Linked DNA regions of Arachis hypogaea: region 1 is linked to region 2. Evidence: chromatin contacts called from public Hi-C data. All regions are on one chromosome and are shown on one strand. Each heading gives the region's core, a stretch centred on a gene start, on an enhancer-like site or on the middle of the called end of the contact. The rest is flanking DNA. Distances are from core to core; before and after follow the strand shown.

What was found. Hi-C and Micro-C count contacts between places; a contact is called where the count stands out from the background.
Region 1: a contact with region 2 is called in a Hi-C map of leaf, with 2.7 times the contacts expected there. The contact joins the promoter of LOC112771106 here to the enhancer-like site in region 2. A contact is called at or near these places in 2 of 8 Hi-C or Micro-C datasets (leaf and an unstated tissue).

Annotation. Positions count from the first base shown.
Region 1 is chr18:48,323,066-48,328,059 of arahy.Tifrunner.gnm2.J5K5, reverse strand. LOC112771106 (9-cis-epoxycarotenoid dioxygenase NCED1, chloroplastic) reads right to left here and starts at 3,508. Exons shown (of 1, transcript XM_025815725.3): 1 at 906-3,508. The coding sequence starts at 3,133. The coding sequence ends at 1,316.
Region 2 is chr18:47,543,207-47,548,004 of arahy.Tifrunner.gnm2.J5K5, reverse strand. No RefSeq gene overlaps it. Among protein-coding and RNA genes, the nearest start is that of LOC112769404, 22 kb to the right of the region's middle. Within about 2 kb of position 2,809, at least 3 of the 3 cell types and tissues checked have open chromatin away from gene starts, as enhancers often do.

The sequences.
Region 1 (4,994 bases), core at 2,259-4,758, 780 kb before region 2:
ACCAATAAATTTAAAGAATTTTAAATTATTATCTAATTAAATGCTTAATTATCATTATTGATTAATAATTAGTTAAATTAAAAAAATTTATTGATATAATCATACATGATTAAACATGTATAATTTGTTTTTCAATAATGTCAAAGAGACAATAAAAAATAAATTAAATTTTATCTTATTTAATATTATTAATTATCACTAAAATTAATAAATATTAAATAAGATAAATTTAAACCATTTGAGTTAATTTTTTAGTGTCTCCATATATTATTGTTTGTTTTCTACACTTTCATAAAAATTAAATTGTTAAAACCTTATACTAAGGGACATTATTGAGTTTGAGTATCTCCACATAATGAATAGATTCACAAAACTATTGTAATTGGAGACTGATTTTTTTAATGTATCCTTTCCTGAAATATAGGCTACATCAACTAAAAAGGCACCTAAGTCGTGAACATTGCATTCACTTTTATTTGTTTTTATTTTTTATTTTTTCTTCTTTAATTTTCCTTTTCTGTTCTGGGTTCGGTTTCTCAAAATCCTACACATCACTAGGACGAGAAGGAAGTCAAAAATCAAGATATTATATTCTAGACACTAACAGGTAGCAAACATGGATTTAAAAGAAGAAGTGAAATTACTGTTATTTCTGATATATTTACAACAGAAACCTGTGCTGGACAGAAATTTACACAATGGTGGATACTACAATGAAGATGGCAAAAATATCTTCTCATGAAGATGCTTTGGTTAAAAGTGTGGTTTATTTATTTAGCCACACTTTAAACAAAAACAACACTTTTATAAATATCAAAATCTAACCATACAATCCATCATCCAAAGGTCAAAAAGAAATATACTCATATGAAGACAATTATGCCATCTTCATTGTAGTATCCACCTTACACAATATCATATATCACATAATAATCTATATTGTGATATACACACAACTTGTTGTTTTCCCTCAAGACTTTTTCATGACATCTAAAATTTAAGTGAAAGAATAAGCAGAGACCCAGCTGAGCTTTCATTTTGCTATACTACACCCAAAAGCTACAAGCTATGGTCCCCCAAAACCTCTCACTCAAAACTCCCCAAACTTAAGAATAATTAAAAAAAAAAAGGAAAAAGAATGCAGAGAGAAACATGAGCCTCTACTTCTGCTTGAAAATAACAGAGAGGATGGAGATTCCGGGGACATATCTGCAAACAATCCCACAGGTAAAAATCTCCCCTCGCTCACACGAAAGAAGGATCTAAAAGCAAATAAAGAAAGAAAGAAAGAAAGGAAGGTCTCAACGGAAAATAATCAAGCCTGCTTCCGGAGATCCTTGGATTGAATGAATGTGCCATGGAAACCATAAGGCACTCTTGAAGGTAACTCAATTGTAGCCTCAAGCTCCAGAGTCATTGCATTCACAACCTGAAGCTCAGACCTCCACTCCTTCTCGTCATGAACAAATGCAAGAATGTAACCGTCGTCTTCCCTCTCCGACGACGCCGATCGAGGAAGAAACATCGGCTCACCGCCGAATTTCTCACCGCCATACATGTACTTCTTTACTTCGCCGCTGGACAGATCAACCTTGGCGAAACCAGACACCTTAGGCCATGGCTCGGCGAGTGCCAAGTATGCGAACTGTGTCTTCCTTCCAAGCTTGTTCTTGTTCACCATCCCTGCCTCCAAGTTCACCTGTTCTTCTTCACGGATTATAGCCTTTCTTGTTGATTTCCCTGTCTTCAAGTTCAACCTTATCTCCGATAACACACTCTTCAAATTCTCATCGCACTCGTTGAAAATGGAGTCGGCAGGGGTCATGCACGATCCAATCACAACAACCTCATCAGTTTCTTTCTCCTCCCACGCATTCCATAGATGGAAGCAGAAGCACTCTGGCGCTTCAATCCACCGGATACCGTCTGAGTCGGTGGCATTCTTGTCAAGAATCCCAAACCTAGAGACCTTCTCTTTGTCGTAAACAACCGGTGATCCACCCCTCATCATCTCGCCAAGCTTGAAAACCACCTGCTGGTCCGGTACCACCACGAAATTCTCGGTTATCGCGAAATCGTGCATCATCGTTGGGACCTTCAACGGAATATCAACGTCCTTCGACTTCGTTCCGTCCTTATTGAATTTGAAGTACTTTAGGTAAGGCTTTGAAATGACGTCGTAACTTAGAGCAAAGAGTTCGCCTGAGACTGGATCCACTTTGGGATGTGCGATCATCGTGGATTTCAGTTGGCCGTTAAAGTCGTAACGGCCAACGGTTTTTAAATCCCCGTTTGGCGTGACGCGCACGTGGTAAGGCAAATCATCCTCGGACATCGCCAAGAGGCGGTTATTGAAGTAGACCAGACCGGCGTTTGCGACGCCCATTCCGTTTTTACCGTCGACGATGCCGAAGAGGCCGCGGGCGTAGAACAAGAGGAGGCGAGCGATTCCGGAGTGACCGTGGAGTTCTCCGATGGCTTTCGGGAACACCGGTTTTCCGAGGGATTTCTCTTGGACGAGGCGGTTTGTTTCGGTGAACCGGCAGGAGTAGCTGGCAGAGCCGTTGTGGAATTTCACGGCGTGAACCATGCCGTCGCCGTCGAAGAGATGGTGTCCGGCGAGGGGCTCGTACATCGGATTGGCACCGTTGCGGACATAGACTCCGTCAATGCATTCCGGGAGTTTCCCGGCGATTGGGAGGGAGTGAGTCGAGGGATGCTCCGGCACCGGTGCGAAGTTTCCGGCGATCTGAACGCGGGGATCCGCGGTCTTTGGGAGCGGGTGTTGGCGCTCGTGGGAGGCTAAGGCGGATTCCGCGAAGTCTATTGCCATCGCGGCCGCCTTTTGTATAAGGTTCAAGTCTTTAACCGGAGCTGCGGTTGTGGTTGTGGTTGTGGATGCGGTTTTATTTTCTTTTGTTGGTTTTGGTTTTGTTGTTGTTGTGGTTGGTTGTAACTGTTTTGGGAAGTGGAGTGTTTGGAGTGAGCATTTGATTTTATTGTAATTAGACCTCCTCTTGTTACTCCTGATAGTGAATGAGGATGGTGTTTGAGGTGAACATGATGCACCTTTTAAAGAGGAGCATGATGATGGAAGTTTGGTATTGATCCATGTGTTTGAAGTTGCTGCCATGGTTGCTCTATTTTGAAAGTGTAGTGATGTGAGTGTGAGAGTAAGCAAGTAAGTAGCAGGGGTGAATATTGAAAACTTGCTCTATTAATGTTGTATGAGTTTTGAATTTGGAATTTGGATTAGTGTGTGTGTGTGTAATTTTTTTTGTTTAAGAATGTTTTTTGCTTTTCTATGTTTTGTTTGAGAGAGGTGGTTTGTGAGTGAGAAAGTTGAGGGATGAGGGGAGTGAGAGACCGGATATATATAGTGGGGAGAAGGGGTTGGAGGCATGGAGGTTCAACTTAGACATGTAAGAGAAGACCACGTGTAGGATTAAGAAATTGAGGGAAAGAGAGTATTGAGAATGAAAAAAAAGAAGAAAAAAGAAAATTAAAAAAGTTGGATTGCCAATAAGTGATCAAGACAAGGTGGGGTTGTATATGGGGCATAGCTGCATGATACACTGCCACGAACACTCTACTTCGCTTTCTCTCTCTACACTACAAAAGAAAAGCTTATTTTATTGTGGAAATAACAAGAGAAAGGAAAGGGGAACAATAAGGATTATAATCTTAATTTTACTAGATAATTAACAGGGATTTAACTAACAACAAATTAATAAATATTTTTAAATTATATTTTATATTAATTAATTATTATTAATTAGTAATTATTTAAATTTTATTTTTAAAAATATAGAATTAATAATTATTAATTATAATTATTTAAAATTAATAATTAAAAATTATTTATCTATACTTTTCTTTATGATATAGAGGGAAAATTCCTTAAATTGAGAGCAATCACACGTGATAATTGATGAGAATAAAATTAAAACAACGGCAAGAGACCAAGGTAAATTTGGTTTGTTTAACGGACTAATACCTAGGTATTATAATGTGATATGAATTTACTTAATACTTTCATAAAAGAAATTAGTCAAGAATTTTAAATTGAGTTTCTTTTGCTTTATTAGTATATATTTAATAATTCATAGTATTATAAAGGCCATTAATTGGTATAACATGGAAATAGAAGAAAACAATTTAGATTGAGAGAGAGAGAGTGAGAGAGAGAGAGAGAGAGTTGAAACTTGAAAGGGTCTAAAAAAAAGTAAAAGAAAATGAAAGCGGCGAAAGAAAAGAGTGGTATGTGTGTGTGTGTTTAACGATGGTAATCTATTGGCCCATTAGGTTGTAAGATGAACAAATAGGAGGGGTGTGAAGAAGATTGGGCTTTTTTGATTGAAGAATAGTAATGGGTGGTGGTGCCTATGACTATGAGTATGAGTGGAGAAGGCATTTTGGTTTGTTTGTTGCACACGTCGAACCCCGCGTTGCTGCCTCAATGTGAAGTTGTGAGTGAGAGTTGAGAGTGTCACACGTGGCTAATTCTCTGAGTGTCCCTCATCTTTGCCTTCAAAATCTTAGTCACATCAAATTACTACCCCACACGCTTGCAATTCCATTTCCCACTTTTCTTTACCTTCCTTCTCCTTTCCTTTCCTTTCCTTTTGGGTTTATTACATGTTTGGTAGTAGTGTAACAAGACACTAAGCAAGTTTTAAGTATAGAAAACTTTGTTTCAATCTTAATTGTCTCTAGATTGATATTTTTTAGGGAAAAAGCATTTGTGTTTAAAGGGATAATTACAATTTCTTCAAACTATATTAGTTACATCTTTGACAACAAAGTCAGAATAATGGTCAAAGATAAAAAAAAAAAATGAAGTATAAAAAATAAAAATAAAAATATTAAAATAGTAACTATCTACTCTTGTCTTATTCTAATGATAAATATTTTGAACAGAATAAAATCTTATCTTTATCTTGTAAGTTTTAATGTATTTTAAAATTTATAATCTCAAAAATTTAAATAAATAA
Region 2 (4,798 bases), core at 1,560-4,059:
ACGTATCAAAATATTTAATCAAAGAGGAAAAACAAAAAAAAAAAATCATAGTACTTTGTTTCTACTAGAATTTTATTCTTTTTCATTATTAATAATATTAATCGTGGTTATGATTTGAAGGCGAATGAAAGTGGTAAAAATTACGCCATGATTTAAAAATGAGCACATCATGAAGTGTCCACATCCATGTCTAAAGTAATGAGATTAAATTTATTATGCAAAGAAAGAAAGAGCCATGCAAGAGATAGAGAGAGAAGAAGAGACAAAGAAAGTGGTGATTTTGAACCGAAATTCTCACAAAGCAAAACCCAACAGAAATAACTTCACAACTTAAAACTGCCGTTATTAAAGGGTTGTCACAAAAAGTCGTTAGGCACATGCACGCCACGTTGACCAATCAGAATCATTCTCGTAAGACCATGTCAAATGTTCTTGTTACAAGTTACAATCACCTATGGCCCGCCACGTGTCTGCAAACAAAGGATCTCACCGACTCTATCAACGACCGTCAAAAAGGTGAAATGAAACACATTATTGTTTGCTTCTCTTTATTTGATGAAGCGACAACGCACGCACTCACATAGTGATATTAATGTTCTATGAATAGTGCAAAAAAAATTGAGGTACGCGTACATGAATCAAATCAAATGTAATTATCAAAAAAATGAGACGTTATCTTTGCTTGTGGTTTTCTCTCTTTCTTTCTTTTTGTTTTTGTTTGGATTTACCTACCTACCTTGACTCAACTTTTAATGCACCGCCATATGAGAGGAGATTCCTATTATTGTTAATTACTAATGGTTGTGGAAAAATTTTGTGGAAAATGACACTTGGAATTGGGAATTTGGCATTATTGGTCACTCAATTAGAAATATAAATCACAAAGGAAGAAGAAGAAGAAGACTTCTTATTTGATTAATTAAGTTCTATAAACTTTCGTAACACGGCTGTTCCACTCTTAACAAATTTTCAATCATACAAATTTTTAAAATAAAATTTGCTAGTTAAATCAACTTTAGTACATTGTTAACATTTTGAATTTGGAAAACAAATTAGAGGTTTTAGTCATGGGTTTACAATTTAAGTTTTATTTATTTGGATGATTATGCACACACTCAGTAAATATAAAAGATATTTAGTTTTATTGGCATAATATTACTGTTCTGGAAGTTACTTGAAACCAGATTATGTTTGGGTTCGGATGCGATGCCCAAATACTCAAGGGAGTGGTCCCCGACTTGTCCTGCGTCAGAGAGCCGCCGTCTGAATTGTGTGTGTTTGAAAAGGTAGGGAGTGGTACCTGAAAGACACTTCAATGCATGCCTAAGTCAACAAGGGGTTAAGCAGGTTTTTGATGTATTAGAACTTCAAGGTACCTGAGTGTGTCAGGATATTTATAGGTGATGAGCCAATAACCACCGTTGAAGTAATTTTACTTCTAGTGGTGGATAACCGTCCTTTTATTTTAGGGCTTGTTGAGATCTCTTTTTAGAAGTGGGTGAGAGATTTTGGGAGGCAGTTACTTACTTAGGTAAGTATAGGCTGCCCATTTTCGTTTATTCCGATCTCTTCAAAAAGGTCGAGTATATTGTAGAGACCACTTTTTTAGTAGAACATTTCAGCTTTATTGAATCTGGCTTATATTCTAAATTAGGATATGAACAATTACATAAGATGCACTTATAAAATTGTTTTATACTAATAATGCATCAAATTTAAATTCTAAATTATTCACTTATTTGAATTCCGTCTTCCATTAGATTTACATGAGTGGCTACCTCTAACAATTTTTTAGAAGTTTTAGTCCCTTTAGTGCAAATTTAGGTGTACCTACAACAGACTTTGTTGCCTAAGTTAACCATATTCCAAGAAGTATATTGTAGGGTAAAAAAACGATTATTGAGTCAATTTATTGAAGTTTATTTATAGAAATTTGCAGTAAGAGTTGTAGTAGTTGAGACAACGTCCCTTTCCTTTAAGCCCTTTTGCAATAGGCCAACCCAATGGATGATTAGCCTATAAGCTAGTATGTAAAAAATTCTCAATCCTTTGTAATATTTTAGGTTATATCTAAGATATTTTCTATTGAATATAGTTACTAATGTTTCATTGACTTATATACATATCGATAGTTGAGACAATTAGCTACAAATTTTACAGGTTTTCATGTCCAATCTAAAGTATATAGAACACATAATCATGCCCTACTTCTCAGAGAAAAACAAATCTTGTAAGAAATAAGTATATCAGCATTTACATGCCATAAAAAAATATGCAATGAAACCATCACTTTGATTATTATTATTATTCCCACAAGGAGGAGAAAAAAAAAGAACTTAAGGAAAAATTGTTATATGTAGAAAAAATGTTAAAAGAAATTCTGCGTATAAAACTAGATAATAAAATTTCTTTCAATCAATTTTTCTTTTTCGGCTCTTTCTTTTTTTTTTTTTTTTTTTTTTTTTTTGGTTTTGATGTATGGGTCTTTGTTTTTGGGGGGTCAGAGTGAGAGATTAGGAATTTTATAACATCATAGATAGATACCACTTTTAGTAACAGGGTGTGGTTCAATTCAAAGAACCCTAACTCTGATGTATTGCTCTTTATTTATTTATTTATTTTTTGGTCAGGTGATGTATTGCTCTTTCTAAGGAGTATACGTTTTTTTTCGGAACCCACAAGAATAACAGTTCTTTTTATTTTGGACATGAGAAGAACAGATCCAATAAGTGGACCGTAGCACAAGGTTGAGGCCAACACTATATCATACTTCCCAAATAAATGTGAGCTTTTGTTTTACTTTTGATGAAAACATGATAGGAGTATTTTACTTTTTTTATTTGGTCATGAATAGGGGGACCATGAACGATCAGGGTAAAGACAAAAAGAAGTTGATGGGTTTCCATTTTTTTTGTTCAGTGGGTTTCGAGTTGATTTGGTACCTTTGGTTGGACCAGGGATTATCATTTTAATGGTAAAAGAACATAATAGTATAACTTTCATTTCAAGGCCCAAACTTAAATACGCACTCTTTTTTAACTGGACATTTCAACAAGGATTTCACAAAAATATAAATGAAGTTCAGGTTTGGATAGGGTTTATGGATATAGCCCAAGACAAGGAAAAAAAAAGAAAAGGAAATTTCACTGTAAAGAAAATGAGTGGTAGTTAGATGGCATATGTCTCTTTGTCTACAGATCTCGGATTTGAACTTCACATGATGTAATTTGATCCAAAAAAAATGTACCTTTATAAAATTTAAGTTTAATTATTACGTTGATCTTTATAATATTATTAAATTTACACTTGAAAGTGCTTCCAAAGTACATCTTTGGACACTCCATATCTCTGGCAAGGCCTCCTTCGACGCTCACGGTCTCTCACAAATCCTCTATCGACGCTCGCTCTGCCGCCTGGAGCGCTGTAAACCCTAACCCTCCTTTGGCGGTGATTTTCTTTGGCAAGGCCTCCCTCCTCAGTGTTCACTCTCTCTTGCAAATCCCCTGTCGACGCATATGAATGATGATAAACCAAAAATAATCAAACATATAAATGGATTAATTAAAAAAGGAAAATTGACCTTTTGCAATTAAATGACATTGTCTGAAAACGAATGGTTGCAGTTTAAATATTTTAAACTGTAAATAATAAAGTATGTCTCAAGATTAAAACAATATAGGTGCACTAATTGCACCCTTGCAAAAATTGTCTCACATTTTTATTATTATTCAAATAATTTTTTGTACTTGTAGGAAAAAAAATTTGAAGAATTAGGGCATTATAGAATGTGATTCCTTAATCCTTGTTGGGCTTGATAAATCTGTATGTTGACAATTGCTTTTAATCATTCCATTTCTCTTTTGTCAGTATCTAAAAAATTGATAATCATTTCACTATAAAATTGAAAAGCATGCTTACTTTAATTGCTAACTAGTGCATTCTCTTGTGTGCAGGCTCGTCACATGTTAATGGCTTACATGCCAATATTAATACCTCTGAAAAAGTGGAAGGGATAAGACACATGGATTAGTCCTATTGATATTGCATGTTGAAAAGTATTGCTTGTTTTATAGACCCTTATATATATAAAGAAGAAAAGAATGAGAGAGGAGGCTAAATAATCAGAATCAATGAATAAACTTGCAGCTATTTCTCTTGAGTATGGTATCTAAATTGAGGATGCAGATTGTGGTTTCTTTTCTAAGCTGGGGATTTTAATTTAAAAGCATGTCTATGAAAGTGAGAGATGCAGTAATTTCTTTTGTATGTGTTTTCTTCCTTGGCATAAAAGATTTTCAATTTAAAACATTTGAATAAACTAACCCCTCTTCTTTTCTATAAAAGATTGATCAAGAACAAGAAGGAGAGCAGATTGATCGATCTCTGTTAAAAAATGTATTAGATATATTTGTTGAAATTGTAATGGGTCAAATGGATCACTATGAGAATGATTTTGAATGAGGAAGGTTATCAAATTCCAATTCCTTCAATAAATAAGAGGCTTTGCTCAAGTGCTGTTGAGAAAAAATATGAAATGGTTGGTTAGAAACTAGTCAAGTTTCCCTGGAACAATACTGGTAGATGTAGTTTCTACTAATTTTTGAAGTGTATTCTTGACCATATAACTAATCTAAATTTTCTCTGCAATATTCTCAGATATTCAGTTGAAGTTATGGGTTTACAAACTTGTATTGCTTGGCAGATGGAGTCAATTCAGTAGGATAATGATCATTTCGTAGAGCATACCTCTGAAAGTCCTCCAAGTTCTCCAGATATAAATAACATAGTTGGAGCCCTG